Linked DNA regions of Mus musculus: all the other regions are linked to region 1. A link is a contact called in public Hi-C, HiCAR-type and promoter capture Hi-C data. All regions are on one chromosome and are shown on one strand. The core of a region is the stretch at or near the end of the contact, and the rest is flanking DNA. Distances in the headings are between cores, read along the strand shown.

Region 1 (2,515 bases), core at 11-2,510:
GTCCAGTAGGTCCATAGAGATTCCCTATGGACATGATGTTCTGTCTTGGTTCGTAACCTTGAAAAACACAACCTGCAAAGACACACATCCTTCTGAGGAGCCTGGTGGGAGAACTATGGGGGTTCTACAGAGCAAAATGCAAACAAGCAAAACCCTGCTGAGATTTTATATATATAATATAGGCTTATATACATATATATATTTATATAAATAAATAAATAAATAAATGGAAGGCCCAGTGACTTACTCAGCGAGATTTGAACCACCCTGTGAAAGCTGTCTGGGAGATGATTTAGCAAGGAACACAAAGAGAACAGTAGGATTCCCAAGAGGAAAGAGTTTAATCAAGTGTGATAATGGCACTGACCAGTAAGTAGGCAGAAAAAGATTGGTTTACAGGCAAAGGTGTGGTTAAAATATTTTGGGAGAAATATGTAATTTACTTGAGTAGCTGAACCGAAAATGCTTGTACCATCAGGCCCTACAAGACCATCCTGTAGCCATTGTATTAGTATTCTTGCAGGTGAACAAAGGCCTGGCTCCCTTCCTCCTCGTCTACTCCTACCTGCTGCTCCGAAGCAATCCAGTCCTCCACGTGCACTCACTTCCGCCTTGGTAACTCCGTATCGTGTATCTGCCCCTACACCCCATCCTCCTCCAGCCCTCATGTGTTCTAGGTTGCACAAAATTGCCAAAATCCCACACGGGGGAGGGGCAGTGGTAGAGATTTCCTACGGAGAGAACCTGCAGGTAGCACGGGGCTGTCACTGGGAGGAAAGATTCTATGTCACACACCCCCCTCCCTGTCGCCTAAAAAAAAAAAAAAAACCGGGAAGATGGCGGACAAGACCCGCGACGTGAGCAGCAGAAATGGCGTAGCCCGGCTAAGGCAAGACAAAGGAAGGCCTGGCCCGGCATCCCAAGCTCCACAAACCTGGCGAAAGGCATTGTCCCGAAAGTACCCGCATCCGCCCCTTCGAGAGAAACCCTGGTTCCAGCCCGAGCACGCCCGCGGCCCCAAGCAGCGCCCTTGAGCCCGTCCGCGCGACAGGTACACCCGTGACCAGGCCACGGACACCTCGGGACACGTGCTTCCCAGGGTGCAAAGCAGCACCACCGACTGGAAGGTACCGAGGCCAACACCGTGGAAAAACTCACCGGGACAGACCTCACCTCACACGCGATCGCCACAGGCGCGCGCCACCGCCGCGTGTCCCCATTTATAGCGCGCGCTGCCCGTCAGCCCCACCCATCGCGCTCGCAAGGCCCCGCCTCCAGCGGCTCTTGGGCCCCGCCCTGAGGTAGCCCACACTTACGCCTGAGCCGGGGATCCTGCTTTCACGGTGGCAGAAAGAATAAACGTCTGTTGCCCTTAGGACATTCCTGATCAGGTGATAAGGTACGTTGTTCCCAAAGAGGATGAAGAGAATGAAGAACATATCTGAAAGGTTCTTCCGTTACTTCCGTCAGGCAGCTCTTAGACAGCTCCCAAGGAGAGGGCGGGACGAGAAAGCCCCCCATGGGGTGGGGGTTTGGCCAGAACCGGAAATCCCCCGACTTGCCAGCGCGGCAGGCTAGCTCGTTTTTGCTGCAGAAGCTGGGGTCCGCTAAAAGGGCCCACCCGGCAGTAGTCGCAGCTGCGGCGCGGGAGGCAGGACCAGCACACACTGGCAGACTTTTAGGGAACCATGGGTGTGGTGTAGTTAGAGGGCTGGGTTCTGTGATGTGCGGGCCCGGAGCGGGGACGCTAGGGCGGAAAGGAGGGGAATTCCCTGTGCCAGAAAGAGGGCAGGTTGGGGTCTGGACCCCTGGGTGTGAGGGAGGGTGGGTGGTGTCTGGACCCTTGTGTATGAGGGCGTGAGGCTGGAGGGCTGCACTACTGGGTTTGAATCTGGAGGCTGAGATAAGGACTGCTGGGTCTGAGGAAGGAGGCGGAGGGCTGGAACCCCTAGGTCTTGGGGGATAAGGGTCAGGGTTCTGAATACTTGGATGAGCTCGAAGTGGGTCCTCAACCACAGAAGTCATAGAACATTTTTTTTTTAAAAGTCTGCACCTCATACCAGTTCTCTCTTTCTTCATTTTGCCCTCCAAATAGTCTATGTTACACTCTTCAAGCTCTAGATTCCTTAATGTGACCTGAGTATTCTTTGTTTAGCTGGCCCTCTGCTCATTAGGGCTCTTTCTCATTCCGCTGGGGAGACTGGCCTGGGAACCTAGTGGTCTGAAGTAAAGGGAAAGATTCTTCTCTTAGGTAAACGAGTTTCCATTATTGCTGCTGGCTCACACCAGAGGAAAGTCAATAGTTTGATGAGACAAGGCCTCTCTCTCTAGAACAGGCTGGCCTTGAGCTCAGAAAGCTCCCTGTCTGCTTCTGTGCTTGGCTCCCGTTACCACATTGATGGTTAATATGGTCAACTTCTCCAAATCTGGTATTACCTAGGAAAGAAGCCTTGGAGCATACCTTGTGGAGAGTTATCTAGGTTAGCTTAGCCGCTGACCATGCACAGGTTATCTT
Region 2 (2,515 bases), core at 8-2,507, 2.8 Mb before region 1:
GGAAGAGACATGCCCTGTTTAGTAGTGCACAACTAAGTTCTGGTATTCTATGGAGCCCTTACTAATATACAGGCAAAAACACTCACACACAAAAATGTATATACGTATGTATTAAAAAGCATCTATAAGTACAAAAAAAGTATCTATAAAAGGAATATTATGTTGAGTTAGGGGCGGGTTCTTAAGATATCTGAGGCTGAGGAAGAGAAAAATTTCTACACTGCCAGCCAGTGATGGTGCATGCCTTTAATCCTTGCACTTGGGAAGCAGAGGCGGGTGGAACTCTGTGAGTGTGAGGCTAGCCTAGTCAACAGAGTAATTTCAGTACAGCCAGAGCTACACAGACAAACCTTGTCTAGGAAAGGAAAGGAAAGGAAAGGAAAGGAAAGGAAAGGAAAGGAAAGGAAAGGAAAGGAAAGGAAATTTAAAATTCTAGGGGGAAGGCAGGCTTCATCTTGGTCTTTTACTCAGCCTGAAGTGGAGCCATTCCAATACAGGCGCTCACATCATCACAGAATAAGGTCTATTGTATACACTCACCCTTTCAGCTGTACAAAAAATAGTAAATAATGCAGCCACCCCCACAGTCCAGTTTAGGGGTATTTCCATCACACCAAACCGGTCCGTAGCCCATTCCCACCCCCAGACTCAGGTATACCTAGTTATTCACGTCTACTTTATTGAGTCGAAATGACCAAATTCAAGATAACGCAAAAGAAAGTCAGGCTAGACTCCCAATGAATGCACTATATTCTGCAGTGCGTCAGAGTCAAGTTCTGCTTGGCATGTGACGAAGGTCTTCGCTCTTTCCCTAGGTTTTTAAAAGAACATCAGGTGCCTCCAGGAGATAACTGGCGTCCCAGGGACAGGATTCTTGTGCGCATGCGTAGCTTCGGGGCTCCAGCGAAACGAAACCGAGATCCCTTGCTCCAGACCTGTCGCACCAGCTGTTGGAATACCGTCATTTGGAATCTGTACATCCACGCGTGACACCTACAGAGCCCAGCTCTAGAAGGGGGTCGGGTCTCTCTTCTTCTCCACCCCCCCCCCTCCCACCCCACCCTCCCCGGATCTCACACTGAAACCCTCTCTCGCCGCGAAGATCCTCGGGCTGACCGCTCTCCCCGCCCCCTTTAGCCACACCCCTAAACTGCCATTTTGCGTCTGATTGGCTAGTAAAAGCCTCAGTCCCACCCATTTGAGCCAACGCCAACGGCCACGTACCCGTTTTCCGTGTCTTATCTCCGAAAGCGGAAGTTGCGCAAATACTTGCGAGCGCTGCGGAGGCGCTGAGCGTGTGTGTGTGAGTGTGTGTGTGTATGTGTGTATACATACACACACATACTTCGTATTCGGCGGCAGCGCGGGGGCGGTACACGGCATTAGAAGGCGCCGGAAGTGTCGGTGTCGAGGGGCGGCGAGAGAAGGGCCACCAAGGCAAGCCAGTCAGTAGCGCTTAGGCTCAGCGAGAGGCAAGACTCGCATCCACCGCGTCCCGAGTCCCCGGCCCAGCCGGGCTTTTCTCTTCGGCCAGACATGGACTTCAGGGAAATCCTCTTGATCGCTTCCAAAGGACAAGGTGTCAACCACGTACCGGTGAGTCCCCGGGGTTGCTGTAGGAAACCCGGGCGTCAAGTTCGTGTGTGGTGGGTGGAACTTCTCGGGGAGCGTCTGTCGGCCTCGGGAAAGCCTGAACTACGCACGCCCTCTTCTGGAGTTTTAGCGGAGGTGTGGGTACACGGGAGCTGGGGATGGAAAAGGGAGCGCTTTCTTGGGGTCGCTTTCGCCAGCTCCTGTGCCCTGAAAAGTAGGCTTTGCGGCTTTCGGTGTTTTTAAGAGTTGCGCAAAGTCGGGGGGGATAAGCCGCGCCTGACTGAATACTGTGTAGCATTAGTAGCGCCTGGCGTCGAATAAACTTCAGCCCCTAAATTGAGGACCAGTATAGTCAGGAAACTCGGGGACTTTTAAGAACTTTAAGGACTTGTCCTGATAGCCTTTGGGTCTTTTAGCGGGTCGAATACGGATTTCCAGGTGAACGTTTTGTGATTTCTTGAAAGCGTTCTCCGGTTCGTGGCCCCACCCACTGAACCAAAGATGGTATCACCTGCCAAGGAGGTATCTTCTGTTGGAAAGAGTTCAGGGCTTTGCAGGAAATCCATAGCCAACTGTGAGGTGATCATGTGGGCTGCGGGTGTGCTGGTAGACCTTTTATTTGCCGTATGTCCCTTGGATCTATCGGTTCCCTGTGCGAACGGATTGGGCAAAGCCTTTTTCAGCTTTCATTTCCTAGTGGGCTTCCAGATTTTTAGGTTCCGTTTGCTCAGTAAATGTGTGAGTTTGATAGTATTTTCAGAGGTAAATACTGAAGTGGTCCCACATCTGCTTTCTGGGGTTATAGCTGTTTTGCATAAACTACTCATTTCTGGATCACCAGAAGGTACCCACAGAACAGCTGTAAACCGATATATCGCAATGTGATACCCGAGATTTAATCTGTGAAGTGTCCAACTTAAAA
Region 3 (2,515 bases), core at 7-2,506, 2.6 Mb before region 1:
CCAGAAGACTGGCAGGCGGGGGAAGGCAGTGCGCGTGCGCAATTTCAGAATCAGGTGTCATATATATAGGTCTAGCGACTGCTGGCCATGGATGAGACCTCTGGCAGGCAGTTCGGCGTCAAAGTTTGGCCCTTACTAGAGCCCAAAGCACAAGCGCGGTGAAGTGGAGCTGGCAGCCACCTTAGCCTGGTGCCAGAGTGAGATCTCAAATGCCACTAACAGGATTAGGGCCTTCACCCACCAGGGCGGGGCCTCATTACCCAGGATGTGGCCGCTAAGGGAAATTTCTTCAGTTCCAAAATGGGGATACAATTGCGGAGGGCCTGAGGCCTGGAGCCCACTCCCACCCCCGCGATGGCCACCTTTCCCAGCAAGCACCATGTCTATTTTTGAAATCGTTCCAAAGTGCAAAAGGACTGGACAAGATCTCTGGGCAAGCAGCCTAGGGCCATCAAGCAGGAATCCGGTCTCCTTACAACCGCTGCTATTTCTAGACAGCCTTGTGAGGTCTCTGCTGACTGGGGGCAGGGCGTGGGGCTCTTCCCTCAGAGAATCTACTTCACGCAAACCTCAAGTCTGTGCTCTATTAGGACAGGGTGCCTCTACTTCCCACCTACGACCCGATGGGTGTCGCAGGCCTCTCAGCTACAGGTTTCCTCCTTCCGTCTAGGGTGCAGAGGAAGGACTGCGACTCTTCCCGCTTCCTCTCCGCACGCAGCGCGCTTAGCACGATCCCCAGTCACACCAGGAGCGAGCCTCTTAACAAAATGCGTTTAGGGCAAGAGCGCCCTATAATCTGCAGGAAACAACCACTCCACCGAGCCCACGCAAAGGAAAATGCAAACCGCACGGCTGCTCCGAAGCACCCGCCCCGGACGTGCCAAGGCTTTTTCGGCCCCCATGGGCTCGAGTTACGGGAGCTCAAGTTTCGCACCGCTCCCTCGCCCCCGTTCGGTGGCTCCCAACCTTCAGGCCAGCCACCCCTTAGTCCTCTTTACACGGGTCTCGCCGCCCCAGGCTGGGTGGGGCCGCCTGCTCAGTTCCCCAAAGCACAGTAGCCCACGCGTGCCCAAATCTGAACACCCTGCACCTCCACCCCGGATAGGGACCCCCTGTGCCGGCAGCGTGGGGCCCAACCGTACCGCTAGTGCACGATGGGGGGGCGACTGGCGAGGAGAAGCAGCGTGGCCCGAGCTCGGCGACAGTGGCTCCAGCACGCAGAGCAGCACGCGGGCGGGGCCTTAAATGGAAGCTCCGCGCTGACGTCAGAGTGGGAGCCCAGCGGACGTGCGGGAACCCACGTGTAGGCTGGGCCGGGGGCGGGCGTCCAGCCGGGCTAGGCGCCACCGAGACCGGGGCGGCGCGCGCAGCACGATGTCCCTGCAAGAGTGGCTCCACGTGTGCTGCGACACCCCAAAGAAAGGCCAACCCGACATGCTCCTCAGCCTCAGAAGCAGGAGCCCGAAATGCATCGATCCTCCGCCTCCTTCACCGGAAAACTTGTGAGACTCAGAAAAAACCCTGGTCACTTTCTTCATTGCTGTTCCCGGCGCCGGGAACAACTCCTGGCAAGCAACAGGCCTTCAGTAAATATTGTGTGAAAGCACATGCCAGCACCGTGCCGGTCTATCCGCCATAGCAGCCTATCAGATGGGCCTTTCTCCTGCCCCACTTCCATCTCCCAAACCATGGGGGGAGGGGGGTGCGGCTCAGCTTCTGATGGCTTGCCAGCTTACATCCATATCTGCCCTCTCCCATGCCATCCCGCAGGCATTTGTGTTTAGCCTTACCAAGGAGTATCAGGGCCCTTGCTTGTTTTCACACACCCCCTCTGCCTTTAAACGTCTTTCTAGAGGTCTCATTAAGCTGTGAGGCCAGTTCCTGTTCCTCTCCCAGCTCCCGATCAACCGTATGTGAATCTTAAGGTACTCCACCACTGATAGGATGTGAAATGGAGTTTGCAACTGCTTTGATTTCCTTAGTGATGGGAAGAACTGTGACTTTCAACCCTGCTCACCCATCTCCCCGGAAGGGATGTGTTCACTGCAGATTAAGGTCTATTACAGTCTTGAGCAAGATTTGAACAAGCTGGTTGCAGGGTGCTGGATATGCAGGGATCATGTGAGAGGGAATGAAGCTCACAGCCCCCCCTTATTTTCGCTTGTCTGTATCCCTTGTGATCTCTTTTATAACAAACAACAGGCTAGGAGTGTGGCCAGGACAGGGACACTTGTCTTGCATACACCAAGGCCTGAGTCCCTCAGCAGAGCGCAAATTTAAAAAAATTAAAAAGTCAAACAGTTGGACCTGGAGAGATGGCTCTGCCATTAATATCACAAAAGCTTGTAACTCCAGATCCAGAGGTTCCAATACCCTCTTGACCTTCATAGAGTCTCTCTCCCCCTATATATAGTTAAAATTATTTTTTTAAAAAAGTCAGAACAAGAGAAATGAAATTTAACTTTTTAAAAGAAAAAAGTGAAGGTGAGTTCTAAGAGACACCAGAGCAAGTAGC
Region 4 (2,515 bases), core at 5-2,504, 2.5 Mb before region 1:
TTTCTTTTTCTTTTCTTTTAAAGAAAGAGACAAGAAGAGATGGAATTGGAATATGACACGAGATAGCAAGAAAGCGCTGTGTATGGTTTCAGTTATGAAGTTGAAAACTAGATAAAAACCAATGCATTCTGGGCTATGGCCCAGTGCTAAGCATGACTGCCAAGCACAGGTGAGGCCCCAGCTTTCAGTCCCCTGTGCCCTCCCCGAGAGAAAAATCAGTAAGTTCTGACTCACTGTAAAATACGACTTACAAAGGCTGATGGCAAAATCACTTCCCACTGAGAAAGCATCAACTCTAGATGCCTCTCTGCAGATAATCTCAGCCCTTCAAAAGGGCCAGCCACTCCCATTTTGTAAAAAATAATTGCAGAAAAAAAAAGACATATTCTGCAATCATTTCCCCTGGGGTAGAAAGGCTTTAACACCAAGCTGGGTGGTTTGCAGTCATCATGGTTAACTAAACTAAGTCTTTAAGGTTATAGTTGAAAATCACACAAGACTGTTGATTACCTATGAGTAACTAGAGAAGCATGAACTGAGCTGTGTTTTCATTCAAGGTCAACAGAAAGGGGTATGGGGGGGGGAGAGAAAATAAAAATGAATAAAGCTACTTTCTGGTTATAAAAAGTGAGTCTGTGAGAGAAGGAGCAGGGACGCTTGAGTGGGTGATAACTCAGAAGATTCCATAAACACGAGACACAGCTAACTCAACTTCCTGCACCTGAGATTTTAAGAGAAAAGTAAGTTTGCAGAGCATGTATGCACACTTCAGTGTACTAGGATGAATCTCAGATAAAAGAATTAAAAACAAAAACCAACCAAACAAGAGTTTCTGGGCACCGTGGCACCTGCCTATAGTTCTAGCTGCTGGAAGTGGAGGCATAAGATGGCGAGTAGCAGGCCTGGACTACATAGCTTGACCCTGACTCAAACAAAGAATCAAATCAAAGAAAGATTAAAACTCCACAAGTGCGTGCTAAAATTGAAGTTGATGTAAGGTTTAAATCAGCACTAATGAATAGCTAACATATCTGGACATGGCAGTTACTGTGTGTGTGTGTGTGTGTGTGTGTGTGTGTGTGTGTGTGTGTGTTCTGTGCTCACTCCTAGCTCTGGGTGGAGAAGAAGACCCCATGGATCCTACAGGTTCCCGGACCTCGCGGGAGCCTGACGGCAGGGGGCGCTGTGTGGGAGCTGAGCCGTGTGCCTTGGGCTCTCTGGCGCGTCCTCTCGCCTCCTCCGCGGCTTCCGGTACTGTTGGCGCGCATCGGCATGGATCGAAACCCGTCTCCTCCGCCGCCTACCTGTGGTTCGGAGGATGAAGAGGACCTGGGTGGGGGAGACCGCATCGGGAGCACGGTCTACAGCAAGCACTGGCTCTTCGGCGTCCTCAGCGGGCTCATCCAGGTGCGGAGACTCGCGCAGGCGCCCTCCGTGCCCAGGGAGTGGACGGGATGCTGGAGGCTCGCGGGTGCCGATGGACTAACTTGCCAGAACCACACCGCGCACGTACTTTACTGGGCTTCTACTTCCTAACCCCACTGTCACGTACGAAGTCGAGACCCTACCATTCGTGTTTTGTCGGCTCTTGTTCTAGTGGAATACATAGTTTGGAGTCAGACAACCCTGATCTCCGAGACGCGAGCTTATCCCATGCTGGAAACGGGACTCCTTAACCCAGATCCTCCATTTCTTTCATAGTTTCTATTAAAACAAGATAATCAGTATTATCGTAAACAAGATTTTGTATAGGTTGAGATTATAATGAGGCTGCCAATAGATGTTTTTCTGCCCATTGCTGTCCATACCGCCAATTTCTGTTTTCTCTAAGCCATTTTCTACATTGCCAAAAAAAAAAAAAAACCCTTCCTTTTTATTATTTTTAAAGGTTGTTCTTGTTGCTCATAGGAGAACACTTTCTATTTCCTAACTGGGGATCCAAGGTTGGTTGTGTCTTCTTCAGCCATTTTACGGTACATTGTGTTCCATCACCAGTAGACAGTTGGCCATCTCCAAGCATGTCTTATACTTTCTGAGCACTTGTAGTCACCTCCGAATGCTTGCCTCATTTCCCCAGGACAGTCCTAACCTTCCCATAGATTTAGATTTCTTCTTTTAAGAGAAATGTGTGTCTTCTCCCAGGAGTAGGTCATTGGTCCCTAATTTTTTCTCCCATAGTTCTTTCACCAGTTCAGCACAGTCAGCCTCTTTCTGTTGTGATTGCCTGGTTACATGCCTTTCCTACATTAATCCTAAACCGTTTGGAACCAAAAGGGTTATATTGTTGTTTTCATTTGTCTGCTGCAGTGCCCACAGACCGTATTTACTTGAAGAGTGTTTAATGTGTAGATCTATCTAAGACTGTGGAAAGCTTTTGGAACCCCTTGGCAGGAATTTGATACTGGGCCATGACAAGGAAGTTGGTTCTGGCAGGAATCTAATTTTAGGCTAGAACAAAGAAGGCATGAGTATAACTTTGGGCTGGGGCCGGGAAGTAGGCTCAGATATCTTGGCC

What was found. A called contact is a pair of places that touch in the nucleus more often than the background predicts. HiCAR-type assays count read pairs that join an accessible place to other places. Capture Hi-C pulls out chosen DNA fragments and counts their contacts.
Region 2: a contact with region 1 is called in a promoter capture Hi-C map of liver, with 3 times the contacts expected there. The contact joins the promoter of Spty2d1 here to the promoter of 2410002F23Rik in region 1. A contact is called at or near these places in 1 of 115 datasets of contacts at active chromatin or transcription factors (astrocytes) and 1 of 9 other capture datasets (liver).
Region 3: a contact with region 1 is called in a HiCAR-type map of astrocytes, with 2.9 times the contacts expected there. The contact joins the promoter of Ldha here to the promoter of 2410002F23Rik in region 1. A contact is called at or near these places in 1 of 484 Hi-C or Micro-C datasets (muscle stem cells), 1 of 115 datasets of contacts at active chromatin or transcription factors (astrocytes) and 1 of 9 other capture datasets (adipose tissue).
Region 4: a contact with region 1 is called in a Hi-C map of CD4 T cells, with 4 times the contacts expected there. The contact joins the promoter of Saal1 here to the promoter of 2410002F23Rik in region 1.

What each region holds. Positions count from the first base shown.
Region 1 is chr7:44,245,467-44,247,981 of GRCm38.p6, reverse strand. 2410002F23Rik (RIKEN cDNA 2410002F23 gene) reads right to left here and starts at 1,260. Exons shown (of 6, transcript NM_025880.4): 1 at 1,159-1,260.
Region 2 is chr7:47,007,156-47,009,670 of GRCm38.p6, reverse strand. Spty2d1 (SPT2 chromatin protein domain containing 1) reads left to right here and starts at 1,257. Exons shown (of 6, transcript NM_175318.4): 1 at 1,257-1,596. The coding sequence starts at 1,537. Gm32031 (predicted gene, 32031) reads right to left here and starts at 1,117. Exons shown (of 2, transcript NR_166573.1): 1 at 1,078-1,117; 2 at 663-947.
Region 3 is chr7:46,844,545-46,847,059 of GRCm38.p6, reverse strand. It overlaps Ldha (lactate dehydrogenase A), which reads right to left and starts at 1,256. Exons shown (of 8, transcript NM_010699.2): 1 at 1,143-1,256.
Region 4 is chr7:46,709,390-46,711,904 of GRCm38.p6, reverse strand. Saal1 (serum amyloid A-like 1) reads left to right here and starts at 1,254. Exons shown (of 12, transcript NM_030233.1): 1 at 1,254-1,407. The coding sequence starts at 1,273.